2 separate regions of the Oryctolagus cuniculus genome follow, and region 1 is linked to region 2. Evidence: chromatin contacts called from public Micro-C data. All regions are on one chromosome and are shown on one strand. The core of a region is the stretch at or near the end of the contact, and the rest is flanking DNA. Distances in the headings are between cores, read along the strand shown.

Region 1 (6,564 bases), core at 2,699-5,198, 270 kb after region 2:
GATGATATAAACAGTTCGCGAAGGCCTCAGGAACAGAAAGGGATGGAGAAGTGATTATCTTTTTTTTTTTTTTTTTTTTTTTAATTCTTCCTACACCTGTGAACTTGCAGAGTGCCTAACTGCAGCATTAGGCTCAGTGCCTGACATAGAGCAAGGGTGCATACGGGATGCACCATAGGCGGTGGCTTAACCCACTGCTCTGCAATGCCAGTGCCTCCTTTCTTTTAGTTTTTAGAAGATCTGTTTATTTATTTGAAAGAGTTACAGAAAGAGAGAAAGATTGAGAGAAAGAGATCTTCCATCTGCTGGTTCGCTCTCCAGATGCCTGCAACAGCTGGGGCTGGACCAAGCTGAAGCCAGGAGCCAGGAACTTTTTCTGGGTCTCCCACGCAGGTGCAGGGGCCCAGACACTTGGGCCATCTTGCTGCTGCTTTCCCAAGCCATTAGCAGGGGGCTGGATCGGAAGTGGAGCAGCCGGGACTTGAGCCCGTGCATCATGGCAGACAGTGGCTTTACCCACCTTGCCACAGCAGTGTCCCCCCACCCGCTCCTTCCAACCCCACCTCCTCAAGGCCCCTTACTCATGTCCAGTTGCCTGTCTCTGTTGATGGTACGCATTAACTACTAGTCTTTTCAAGCCTCTGGCTGTATTCTGCCAGTGCGCAAGACATCTTCCTCAGTATTTCTCACATCCTCCTGTCATCTTGATCCCACTGTTGCTGAAATGAGTTCCTCCAGCCTTGAACTCTGCAATGGCCGCTTCGTTAATCGGTCTCCTGATTGCAAATTTCCATCTGGTTTCAGATTCTCACCGATTGGCAGGGCAAAGCTTGCTGAATGCAGGTCCCCAGTTGTCTCTCCTCTGCTTCCATCTGATTTGCCTTCAGGACAACACCCCAGTGTCTCCTTTCTGAGGCTTAGAAGGCCTGTTTCCCCTCCAAGTCCAACCCAATGCAGCAGTCATGCTGGCCTCACTGTCTCCCACCCTGGACCCTTGGGACTGATCCTTCCAACTGGACAGGCCTTTGCTCTCCCAGTCTTCGGGGTCTCTCCCAATCCGCTCGCAGATGCCCCAGCCCCAGAGCACCACCTCCCTGGTGGCCGCAGGCTGGGCTCACCAGTCGGTCCTTGTCATTCCCCAGCTCTCACAGGACAGCCACGGTCTAAGCTTATCGAGAGCAGCGATTCTATCTTGCTCCTTTTTGATCCCACAGAACTTGGTGTGAGGTCAAGCATTCGACAGCTTTAGCAGGCTCTGTCTTGTTCCCAGTTGCATCACAGCACTTTGTACAGCATGGGTCACGTAGGCAGCAAGTGTTGTGTGTGGGAATGAGGCTGTGTGTGCTCGCGACCAGAAAGTGGCAGCCACCATGGAGCAGCACACCTCAAAACTCCAGACCAAGCGAAGAAAGAATGTAGGGGAATTGTGTGTGTATGCACACACAAATGTAACCTGGCACAGCTAATTTTTTTAAAGATTTATTTATGGGGCCGGCACTAAGGTGTAGTGGGTGAGGCCGCCACCTGCAGTGCCGGCATCCCATATGGGCACTGGTTTGAGGCCTGGCTGCTCCACTTCCAATCCAGCTCTCTGCTATGGCCTGGGAAAGCAGTAGAAGATGGGCCCCTGGACACGCATTGGGGGCCTGGAGGAAGCTCCTGGCTCCTGGCTTCAGATCAGCACAGCTCCGGCTGTTACAGCCATCTGGGGAGTGAACCAGCAGATGGAAGACCTCTCTGTCTCTGCCTCTGCTCTCATTATGTAACTCTGACTTTCAAATAAATAAGTAAATCTTTAAAATAATAAAAAAGATTTATTTATTTGGAAGGCAGAGTGACAAAGAAAAGGGAGAGATAAAGATAGAGAGAGATCCCCTCCAAATGCCTACATCAGCATGACAGTACTACGCTGAAACCAAGAACCTGGAATTCCATCCAGGTCATCCATGCGGGTGGCAGGGACCCAAGCACTTGGGCCACCCTCTGCTTCCTCCCGGGAGCATCATCAGGAAGCTGGATCAGCTGTGGCAGCCTTCCTGCTGCACTGTTGCTCCCCCTCTCGTGGAGGAACGACACTGGACTCTGCGCTGTTCTTTTTTGCCCGGCCCTTCCCGGGTTAGCTGCCGTTCCCTCATTCGTGGAGGAACGATGCCGTCCTGGGTTAGCTGCCAGCCCCCCGCCTCCGCGGAGGGGTGGCACCCCTGCCACTTTCCCCGCTTCCGCGGAGGAGCGGCACACCGCCGGCCGGCTCTCAGGGGTTCCTCAGATGTTCCCTCACATGTTCCTGGTGCATGTAGTCTCTCTCCTCCTTTATAGTCCTCTTCCACCAATCCATGCTCTGCTGCCCACATGCCGAGCACGCTGCTCTCCTCCAATCAGGAGCAGGATCAGCTCCTGCAGCTTATCAGTCAAATTGGCGAGGCAGCTGTGTGGAAGTTGTTTGCTCCTTCCCAGCGCCATATTGTGGGAGATCAGATGCATAGAATTAGTCCTAGTTCCAGTAATTTAGTCTAGTCTCAGTTGCTCCCCACACTGCACCACAGTGCCCATCCCCCACACAGCTGGTTAAAAGGCTGCCAACTCTTGCAGAGTATACACTAGTATACTTTGGAACTTTTGTTGCCAAACACTCACCTCCCCCAAACTAGTTGGAGGTGTTGCTAGAGAACCCCCAAACCTGGACCACTCAGCCCATGCACGGAAAGCCACTCCCTGACACTGGGGCAGTGGAAAAAAGCAGGTGTTTATTTCAAAGTGCAGAGCAAGAAGCTGGACAGCTATTGCTTAATTTCTGGAGTTAGGGGTGAAGGTTCTTACAGACTGAAATTGGTGCTTCTCTGGCTCGTGCACAAACCCCTGGTTGGTCAGTGGTGTTCATTGGGTTGGTCAGTAATGCTGTTCTCTTTAGGGAATTTCTGATGGCTAGGTGGGCTTCAGTTGGTCCAGGGGTTCCATACAAGTGGTAGGTACCTTCTGCCCGCAACCTAGCATTTCCCTAAACACAGCCCTCCGGACAATACTGGCCAGCCAGGTTTTATCTGTTGGAGAAGCAAATGACTTCTTGAGTCTGATGAGTAGAGCCTTGTAGGGCCCACTGTCCAACTCCGTAAATGCAGTGAACTCCTTTTGATAGAGGCAAGAACACCCTGGGCTAAGGGAGACAGACAAGAGACTGGGCCCTGCCCTGCCATGAGAGGGATTCGCTCTCACTTTCTGTGCTGAAGGGAATGGTTTGTATCTACACAGATCAGTATGGTAGCCATCGACGTGCAGCTACGGAATACCTGAGACACGGTTTGTGTGACTGTGGCTCTGAATTTTAAATCCAGTTTGATTCTAATTAATTTAAACAGCCACATGCGGCCAGCGGTACCATCTGGGACAGTGGAGGTCTGTAGGATCTGCATTAACCTAAAAAAAAAAAAAAAAATGCCAACACAAAACCCCCGAGGGTTGACACTTCTACAGGAGACAATGGTATCAGTTTGCATTGGAAGGAAATTATCAATGTATAGAAGAAAAGTCTCAGGTTAGATAGGCTAAACCTCTTATCCATATGTCGTTATCCAACTGGTGCAATCGATCCCAGGGTGCAGAGGTAGCGCTTAATAACGGATTAGATATCTGGCTAAGCTACTGACTGCTCTCTATCCTCCCTCCTGCCTCCCTCACGGGAAGGGGTTGCATTTTGCAATGAGTTCCTCGCACATCTGCTGGGAGAGAGGAAGAGGCAGGGAGGGGAGCTGCGGACGAGTCACCATCTAAAGGCTCAAAACGAATTTAAATCGACAAACCAGGAACCAGAATCTGCAACTTCTCTCTGCTGGTACATTTTGAGAGGATGTGGAAGGAAGCCAGTGGTTTTGGCCAAGTACTGGCTCTTATTTCATTTCTCTCCCTTGGGCTTCTTTGTCTCTTGCTCAAGCTCAATTAGTCCACATTTAGTGATTAGCTCAACCTGCTCGGCAAGAGCCTGGGGTGTCCTGGCGCCCGGGGCTCTGTGTCACAGGGACCCACGGTAGCAGCGCCCACTGTGCATTCCCTTTGCTAGTGGCAGACGGGGCAGTGTTTAAGCCCATGAGCTCGGGTCAGCTTCCCTGGCTGAAGGACCCTGAGCTTGCAGGGCGCCAGTGGCTGCGTATTCCACACACGCTTTGCAATCTGGGAACCAAGATCCTGGCACAAGAGTTTTTCAGAAGATGTTCCCTGTAGCAGATCAGTGTCCCACAGCCATGGCCCACAGGTACAAGACCCGGCCTTTTTCTCAGGAACACCAAGAGCCCCCCAGGCACTTCTGCAGGGGTCATGCAGCAGCCTCAAGGGACGTGTGACCCAGAGGCAGAGGGTTCTCCCGCCGGCCTTATAGACAAACACCTGGGGGCCTGGCTGGGCCAGCAAGAGTGAAGGTGAGGCCTCAGAGGACTTGGCACGAAATCAATGTAAAATGTTTGCTTCTGGGGCCGGCGCTGTGGCAAAGTAGGTTAATTTCTGCCTGTGTCGCCAGCATCCCATATGGGTGCCGGTTCTAGTCCCGGCTGCTCCTCTTCCCATCCAGCTCTCTGCTATGGCCTGGGACAGCAGTAGAAGATGGCCCAAGTCCTTGGGCTCCTGCACCCTGGTGGGAGACCCAGAAGAAGTGCCTGGCTCCTGGCTTCAGATCGGCCCTGCTCTGGCATTGGGGCTATTTGGGGAGTGAACCAGCAGATGTATCCTATCTCTCTCTCTCTCTCTCTCTCTGTAACTCTACCTCTGAAATTAAAAAAAAATAATTGTTAAAAAAGTATGCTTGTGTTGTTTAGTTACAAGAAAGTTTGTAATAATAATAATAATAATAAAAGATCATTTAAAGGTAGAGAAACAAAAATGTGGTCTGGATTCAAAATTCAGTGCCGGGCCGGTGCCAGCATCCCACGGGGGCGCCGAGTTCTAGTCCTGGTTGCTTCTCTTCCAGTCCAGCTCTCTGCTGTGGCCGGGAGTGCAGTGGAGGATGGCCCAGGTCCTTGGGCCCTGCACCCGCATGGGAGACCAGGAGAAGCACCTGGCTCCTGGCTTTGGATCAGCACAGTGCGCCAGCCCTAGAGACCATTTTGGGGTCAACCAACAGAGCGAAGACCTTTCTCTCTGTCTCTCTCACTGTCTATAACTCTACCTGTCAAATAAAAAAAATTATTAAAAAAAAAAAAAAACACAACTAAATTCAGTCCCCTTGGAGTCCTTCTCAGAGGAGAAACCTCAGACCCCAAGCAAGCTGCACTTTTGCCTCCGTTCAGCTGCGGATCGCCGAGAGGACTCCCCGCCCCGCCACCCAGCAACAGACCGCCAGGCTCCCTCCTCCCACAGGCAGGCCAGTGACTTCAAAGGCAAAGGCCAGCCCTTCCTCACATCCTGCCGCCCTCCAGGCCAGCTCCACCAGGCCCCAGAGCCCAGCGACGGCTGGACACGCGGATCCAAAAGCTGGCGCCAGGGACAATGGCCTCACCTCCTGTTTGCAGGAGGAAACGGAGCTGGCCTCCCTCCGCAGCTGGGCAGCTCGCGGGACGCCTGTGAGGTTGAAAGACCCCGGTTCCTTCCTTGCAAACACAGCCAGGCCTCCCGCAGACCCTAGGACCAACCCCCCCACCCCAGCCTTGCACACCCAGCTGTGTTCTTAACAAATCAACCCTCAGACTTCAGAGCAGCGGCTCTGCTGCCTGGCTCTTGGCTCTCGATGGCTTCAGGAAGGATGTGAGGGGGGAGGGGACCGCCACTATTAATTAGACCCTGTAATTAGATCCTGTTTCCAAGGGCTGAGAGGATGTGTGTGACCCCATCCTGGGCTGCTTTGCTGAGGCTGCAAATTACTCACACTGGGCTTTGTGGGTTTTTATTTTTAAAGAAACAATTTTATTTTGCAATTTTATTTAATCAAATGATCAATCTGCTGAATTTTTTTTTCCAAATATTTATTTATTTGAGAGAGAGCGAACAACACGTTCCTTCCTATCAGCTAGCCCACTCCCCAAACAACTGCAATGGCCAGGGCTGGGCCTCCATCCAGGTCACCCACATGGGTGGCAGGGCCCCGAGTACTTGGGCCATCACAGCTGCCTCCCAGGCTGTTGTTCATCAGCAGGAAGCTGGAGTCAGGAGTGGAGCCAGAACTCAAACCGGGCACTCACATATGGGATGTGGGCCTCCCAAGCCAAACACTAACCCTCCACCCCACCACCCACCCCTCCCCCACCTTTTATTAACTTTATAGGACAATTACAGCATTACTTGTAACAGACAATAATAATGTTGGAAACTTCTAAATGTGCAGAAGTTGGCAAGCGTTTCAGTATTATGGCGTGCCTATAAGAGAGCCCTGTGTTAATAACAGATGGCTTCACTCTTTATATACCTACATGGAAATTCCCTGACACAATGCTGAGGGCCAGACACTGCCCAGCACCATGATTCCATCCTGGATTTTAACTTTTCAAAAGGTTATTTTATTTGAAAGGTAGAGAGCTCTTCCACCCACTGGCCCACTCCCCCAAATGCCTGCAGCAGCTAGCGCTGGCCCAGGGACCAACAACTCAA
Region 2 (6,952 bases), core at 579-3,078:
GTCAGCTCTCCCCCCGAGTCTCACCCAGTGGAGACAGCCGTCAACACGAGCAGGCCGTGGATGTGGTGGAGGAGGCCAGGGGTCTGGGGATGCAAGTTGTTGAAGACAGTAAGCATGGCCCGTCAGTGCGAGGCTCATACCGAATCATGTCATTTTTACGACCCTCACCCAGGAGTTCAGAAAGATCAGCGAGGTAGTCACGGAGGACAAAGGTTGCTACCAAATCATCTGCTTCGCCGAAAGCGGGTTCAAGGATGGCGCTTGGACCAGCAGCCCCATGGGCTTTATGCTACTTTTTCCCGGAAAAAGTGGACGTGCGTCTCCTCCCTGCCCCCGACGTGGGCCTGCGCTCGCCCCATCATGCCTGCCTCATGGGCTGGTGGCTCTGAAAGCACCCTCAGGCAGTGAGGAAGCAAAGCACCAGTGGGTGACATCGCCCCGCCCCCAAGACTGAGTGGCAGGCCGGAGACCAGGGTGTCCCTGGAGAACAGGGTGCAAATTGTTACTCTGCAGAAAATGTCAGGGCGGGATGAATTCTTCTCCAGAAATGTCCAGAGAACAGAGACAGGTTACTAATGTTAGGACAGGAGGTGTGAGGTAGAAGAGCCACGCCCTTCTCTTTCCTGTTCGCTTGAGCTGTCAGGGGCACAGATCCTGGGTAGGAACCGTTCGTGTCCCTGCCCCACCCTGAGGTTCCCCATGACTTGGGGCAAAGCCCTGGGCCAGCTGTAACCACTTGGAATCAACATTCATAGAGAGTGTTTATCAAGCCTTGTCTGTGGGCCAGGCCAAGGCTAAGCAACTTAGAATGAACCATCTCGGTAGCCCCATGAAATAAGAGGTATCTGCCAGAGGCAGAGACTAACGCTAGGTCAGAGTCTCAGATTTCGCAGGTGGGAAGTTGGGGAGTCCAGAATTTTCATGTCGGGAACCTGACTTCAAAGCCGTGCCCTGGCCCTCTGCTTGCCTCCCGTCTCTGGGCACTGCAGCCGCAGCAGGCACAGTCCCAGGCAAGTCGCTGTTCCTGGCTCCTCAGCTAACCCTTCTCCTGCTCTCTTCCCCAGAGGCTGCCAAGAACTCGATTCTTCATGTGAAAGCCGAAGTACACAAGTCCTTGGACAGTTACGCAGCCAGTTTGGCCAAAGCCATCGAGGCGGAAGCCAAACTCAACTTATTTGGGGAAGAGGCCTTGCCAGGGGTCTTGTTCGCGGCACGGACTGTCCCAGGGGCTGGCTCAGGGGGCCGCCGAGGCAGCAGAACGCTTGCGAGTCACAGGCTGCAGCTGCGGAGCATCGAAGAAGGGAACATCTTAGCGGCAGAACAGAAGTGAGGGCCTCGGGGCGGGCCGGGGCTGCAGTCGGAGATGCTGCCTGTGCCGGGCCCTGCCAGCTCCTCACTGCGTCCAGTGAGCCAATGCAGAGAAGCAACAACGTCTGGGACGCAGCCACCGGGAGAACTGGATATAGTCTCCAGCCTGGGGCTCCAGTGTCTGCCGTGGGACCACACGGGGGCGTCTCTGAGGCTTCTACTGTGCGTCGAAGAGCAGAGGGAGGTGTGGCTGTTGCCTGTTGTTGGGAGGTGGGGCCAGAGAGGTTGGGGGCGGCTGGGGGAAGCCAGAGAGGCCGAGCTTGGAGGGAAGCCATCCCATGAGTCATTGCCTCCTCTTCACAACCTGTGGAGGGCAGCACGGTGCTTCTTAACATCGTCAAGTTCACGTCCAGGGCTGCAGCATGTTGAAACAGGCAGTGTGGGGGCAATCGGTTCTAGGCGGAATGGTGGGGCAGCGAGCACCTGGGAGCCTCCACACCCTGTCCTCGTTAGGACCCGGCTGTCCGTGGCCCTGCCTGCTGGTGCTGAAGGGAGGGCCCGTGCTGCCCCCATCCCTGCTGGCAGACATTTGGAAAGAGGGGAGAAACCACTACAAAAGACAGGAGGAAGGGGCAGGCACCAGGTGTTTCATTTCCAGGGCTTCGAAAGCCCTCTGGTTAGGGCACAGCACAGCATTCCTGAGACCGGATGGGACTGTGGTGGCGAGCACTGGCTGATAGTGTCTATTGGAGAGAATGCCGTCACATAGGGAAGCCTCACTGAACACTCTCTACGCGATGTTCCAGTGCCAGCACGCCGCCAAGAGCAAGTTAGGTTATGGCGACTCTGGGTCAGCGTGAGGTAGGAGAGAGACTGGACAGAGTGCAACCTGGGTTCCTGGCTCAGCCCTAGCTGTGTGCACACGTCCTCTGGAACATCCGGTCACCCCCTCTCTGTAAAATGGGAGAGGGAGTTGGATTGAATGGTCTCCAAGACCACCTCCTGCTCTGATCCTTGGTGTCCTCTTGACTACAGAGGTAGGAAAAACAGTAACAACAAAGTGGACCACAAATCTGCATTTGCATTCTTCTGCGTGTAGCTCCCAGTGGGTGTGAAGTGCCCTCGCGGACTTGGCTGCTGGGGCGCAGTGGCCCACGCCGAGACGCTGTGTGGAGGAAGAGGGGCTTTATGCCTCCTCTCCCTCAAGATGAAGCAGCAGCAGAAGTCTGGGCGTGGAACGATTGCTGCGGTGACTGAGGAAGCCACCGTCACCCCCTCCACTGCCCTTCCGGCGGCTGAGGAGCTGAGCCCAGGACCCTCCGTGCCTTGGTCAGCAGTGGTGGATTCCAAGGCCGCCTTGCTGTGCCGGCTCCTAGGCAGCTATTCCACAAAGGAATGACATCTGCGGGGTTTTCCTTGGGGTCTTGGTTGCTCCTGATGAGACACGGTCCTTTTGCTATGTGGCAGAAGGCAGTGATTGGCTGGTCCCGAGGCCTGGGACTTGGTTCCTTCGTGGTGACTGAATCCCACATGGCTCTTCTGGGTCTGCGTGCGTGCTGATGCCACGGGGCAGACTGCCCTCACTACTGGGTGGCATTTCTTCCTTCGATTGAGGGTGATTGAGGTTTTCCCTCTCTGTTCTGTGTAATTTCTTTCCCAGCACTTGTCTTTTTTTTTTTCCTCTATATTTATTTGAAAGACAGAGTTACAGAGAGAGGTAGAGACAGAGAGAGAGGTCTTCCATCCACTGGTTCTCTCTCCAGATGGCTACAACAGCTGGAGCTGTGCCAATAAGGAGCCAGGAGCCTCTTCCAGGTCTCCCATGTGGGTGCAGGGGCCCAAGGACTTGGGCCATCTTCTGCTGCTTTCCCAGGCCACAGCAGAGAGCTGGATCGGAAGAGGAGCAGCCGGGACTAGAACTGGCACCCATATGGTTAAAGCCAGGGCTTTAACCTGTACCACCGTGCCGGCCCCTTGTCTGGTTTTCAAAGGGACCATGTTCCCCATCAGCAGTAAGCACAGACATAGGACAGGGCCATGAGGCCTTTACCTCCAGGCTGGGTCACCAGGTAGGCCCTCTCCAGCACTGCAAATTGGCTTGTAACCCAAGGGCTGGGGAAGGCGCCCCTGACTGCCCGCAGCTGGGCTCCAGGGAAGAACCCTGGGACCACCCAGGTCCCCACTGGCTGACCGCAGCCCAGCTGGGATGTGATGGGAGTTAATCTGAATTGGTCTAGAAGGACTGCACTTCACAAAGGGACTCAGTTCCCCCTTGTTTTTAAGCCGAGGTGTGTTTGACACTACACAAACACCGTGTAAAAGGACCCTCCCAGGCTCTGCGGGCAATAATGCTGGTGTGTCTTTCCTGTGCTCCGTTAGGGAGAAAGACCTGGGCAGGTTCTAATAAAACCTCCCAGGCAGTGATGAGAGAACTGTGGCACCAGCATGGGGGTGGTATTTCCAACCAGAAGTTAGGCACAGCTCCTGTGAGGTTGGGTGACCATGGGAGCTAAGTCTCAGGGGGTGTTTGGCAGCTAGGGCCATATTTTGCATATCCAGGAATTCAAATTTGCCTTAATGCAGCTGAGAGAGGTGGAAGTGGGAGTGGGGAAAGAGAATCTCCCTTCCATACGTTCCGAGGACCCGAGAGGCATTTCTGAGGAGCGCCCCCACCCGCTCCCACTAAACCCAGGCTCGTTAGCTGTGAATTGCTGTACAGTGGCGGGCTTAAAGCCACCCAGAGGGGACCTTGTGGACACTGGCAGGCGGGACTTCTGGCCACTTGTTTGCTTAAATCCCTCAGTCCTGGGTCTTCCAGTTGTGGGAAGACCACTCTTAGGGCTGCTGGCCATCTCTGCTTTCCTCACTGAGCTTCCCAGCTGCCAAGGTGCCTGTGTTATGCTCCAGAATGGAGGTTGCTGTGACCCAGAAGGCACTGGGAGTCCCACATGACGACGTAGCACACTGCTGCACCTCAGCTCTTCCCCGGGCAGGACACAAGACTGGAGTTCAGGACCTTAGACTCTAGGTGGCAGCAGTGTGGCTGTGCAGAGCCTCAGCCAAGCTGTTCTTGGCAGACAGGAAGCACCACCCCTGAGCCTGCTTCCCTGAGTGACCCCAGTCAGGGTCACAGGTGCTGCCCCCACTCAGCTGTGTGGTCTTCCACAAATCGCTGCTCCTGGAGGAGCGGGTTAAGGTCTGTAAGACAAGGGCCACCTAGCACCAGTGTTCCTGGGTTCTCTCGAGGGAGGAGCTGCTGAGTCTGCAAAGAGCTGAGCAACCAGGGGGACGACCTCAGTATGTGCAGTCGGGACAGGGGAAGGATGCACAGCGCTCTGATACAGTGAGAGCTTGCTAAGTCTGTTTAGAGTTAACTCTGAGCGTCCCATCCCGAAATGCCTGAGAGAGACACACGCAGACATGGATGCATCACAGGATGCTCCGGAAATGTGTTCAGCCTGGAGCGCCTTCTGTCTCCTGTCTGGTGGGTGACGCGAAGTGGCCATGCAGAGAAGGCAGGAAGCACGTACTGACCGGTTACATCTAATGGTGACGGACACTCCATTAGGCAGTTCCCAAACTTCCTTTCACTTCAGCACAACCGTGACATGGAGAAGAGTGCAAACGTGGGTGTGGTGAGGTCCCAAGTTCTGATCCCGGGCTGCCACTTACTGGCTGCGTGTTCGGGGCAAGTGAGTGTGTGTGCCTCTCAATTCCATTATCTGTAACGTGCAGTTCTGTAGTCATTTCCTATGTAGAGAGACAGGATTCAGTGGCCTCCCTCACAGGGCGACTGTGTGGATTCCAGGAAGACATCTTGGGAAGCGTCGGACACGGAACACAGTATCTGGGGTGCGGTGGAAGTGGAGCCGCTGGCCTTGTCTTTAACTGTGAGGGGGGTTACTCTTGTTTTACAGGAATCTCTGTTACCAAGTGGGAACCTTGAGACGATAACCACTTAGGTGGGAGGTGTTGAAGGTGCTGCACAGGAATTGTGAGTTCTGTACACCCAGGACTCTTGAGAAGGGACGGGGTGAGAAAGCAGAAGGCAACAGAGTCGGGTGGGAAGGCAATAAATAGCATTGGTGCTCATAAAGTCTAAGGGAGCACAAGTGAGCTTCTCTGTTAAAAATTATGTACCCTCTGTGCTACTGGCCTGTTCGCACAAAGATGAAATAATTCTTTGAGGATGATTCGCCCCTGGGGACAGGTGGAGTCTCACATCACCACATAAATTCAGCCCAGAGGGGACCCTCTCCCAGGAAAGTGCCCCAGGTGCTGCGGTGAGAGGGACTGCCTGGCTGACTCGGGTTCACAGAATCCCTAGTCTTCTGAGGGTAGAGGCAGGGCAGGGGGAGCACACCACACACAAAGTATGCAGGCCCTGAGACGGGGGGGAGATCCCAGTCTCCAAAGGAAACCGGCTGCGCTCAGCCAGCAGTGTCACTGCGGGGAGGGGCAGAGCCATACTGTGCTTGTGGGTTGGGCAAAAGGGACACAGAAGTTAGGGAGGCCTAGGAGGAAAGTCCAAGGCTTCAAAGTGAGTAAGTAAAGCCAGAATCGTGGCTGAATTCCAGGACCTGGCCATGGGGCTGAGAGGAGAGGAGCCAGCCTGTGGCTCAGGGGGAAGGAGAGTTCAGAGTGGTCAGTATTAGACGAATGGGTCCGTGAGGCTTTATTACATAGCTAGGAAGGGCATGGCAGATAATCAGATCTAGGTCAGACCTAAAGGAACCAAAGGCCCAAGGCAAGTGGATTCACTGGGAAGAATTCAAAGCACAATCTCCACAAGAGTTCACAAAGCACGAACTTGCTCAGTGTTTCAGGAGAATGTGATACACAGGGCCGCATGCGTTTCCCTCAGAAAGCATTTTCCTGAGCAGGGACAGGGACGGGAATTAGGAGCCACCTGACACCATTCTGAAATACTGCAAATCGCACACCAGGCAGCCTCTCCCAGAGGGAAACCGTCTCAGGGAGGTTCATGGCCTGGGCCACAGCACGGGTAGAGCCTGTTTGTTCATTAACAGGTCTGTCAGGGATAATGGGCCCCTGGGAGCAGAAAAGGTTAAAAACCAATCCCCCCTCCAAAAAAAAATCTAAAATATATTTAACTTGAAGTTTCTGGATGACATTTTAAAAAGATTAAGTGTTTAGGATTATAATAATATTTATAAGCAACTAGAAGTATATTTAGGTAGTTTTGTTTACCTGATTCAATATGGTTTTGGGATGTGTACAGCTGTGGACTATGTGGACTCTGTACTTGGACTTGTGGTCCGTGGGCTTTTTCTGGGTGCCTCTGCCTTCTCCCCTTTTCTCCAGCAGGGAGGAGTAGGCTGTTGCACAACTGGGGGAGTGGGCATACTGAAGTCATCAGGTGTATCTATCCAGGCATTTTTCAGAAATTCCTCCAAGGCTGTTACTTTCATGGAGTATTGTTAAATGATCTACTTCTCACCATGGCCAAGATACTCTAAACCCAGTCTTTAAAGAAGACCTAATGAATGCTATTATCTATCCATGTATTTATTGATCAATCAACAGACTTATATTTTCCATTCTATAATAAAGTCAAAGAGGATGAATGGCAGATTTTCATTATTTTGAGACTCAGAACAAACTCAGGGCACGAAACTCCCTC

Evidence for each region. Hi-C and Micro-C count contacts between places; a contact is called where the count stands out from the background.
Region 1: a Micro-C map of ear pinna shows a contact between it and region 2, with 6 times the contacts expected there. The contact joins two enhancer-like sites. A contact is called at or near these places in 2 of 6 Hi-C or Micro-C datasets (ear pinna and an unstated tissue).

What each region holds. Positions count from the first base shown.
Region 1 is chr7:30,934,468-30,941,031 of mOryCun1.1, forward strand. No RefSeq gene overlaps it. Among named protein-coding and RNA genes, the nearest start is that of MPZL1, 74 kb to the right of the region's middle. Within about 2 kb of position 3,949, at least 2 of the 8 cell types and tissues checked have an H3K27ac peak or open chromatin away from gene starts, as enhancers often do. A contact at or near this core is called in ear pinna, where this site is marked.
Region 2 is chr7:30,667,388-30,674,339 of mOryCun1.1, forward strand. It overlaps GPR161 (G protein-coupled receptor 161), which reads left to right. Exons shown (of 6, transcript XM_051857154.2): 6 at 1,065-6,952. The coding sequence ends at 1,330. DCAF6 (DDB1 and CUL4 associated factor 6) reads right to left here. Exons shown (of 22, transcript XM_070077388.1): 22 at 2,977-6,952. The coding sequence ends at 6,922. Among named protein-coding and RNA genes, the nearest start is that of GPR161, 53 kb to the left of the region's middle. Within about 2 kb of position 1,829, at least 2 of the 8 cell types and tissues checked have an H3K27ac peak or open chromatin away from gene starts, as enhancers often do. A contact at or near this core is called in ear pinna, where this site is marked.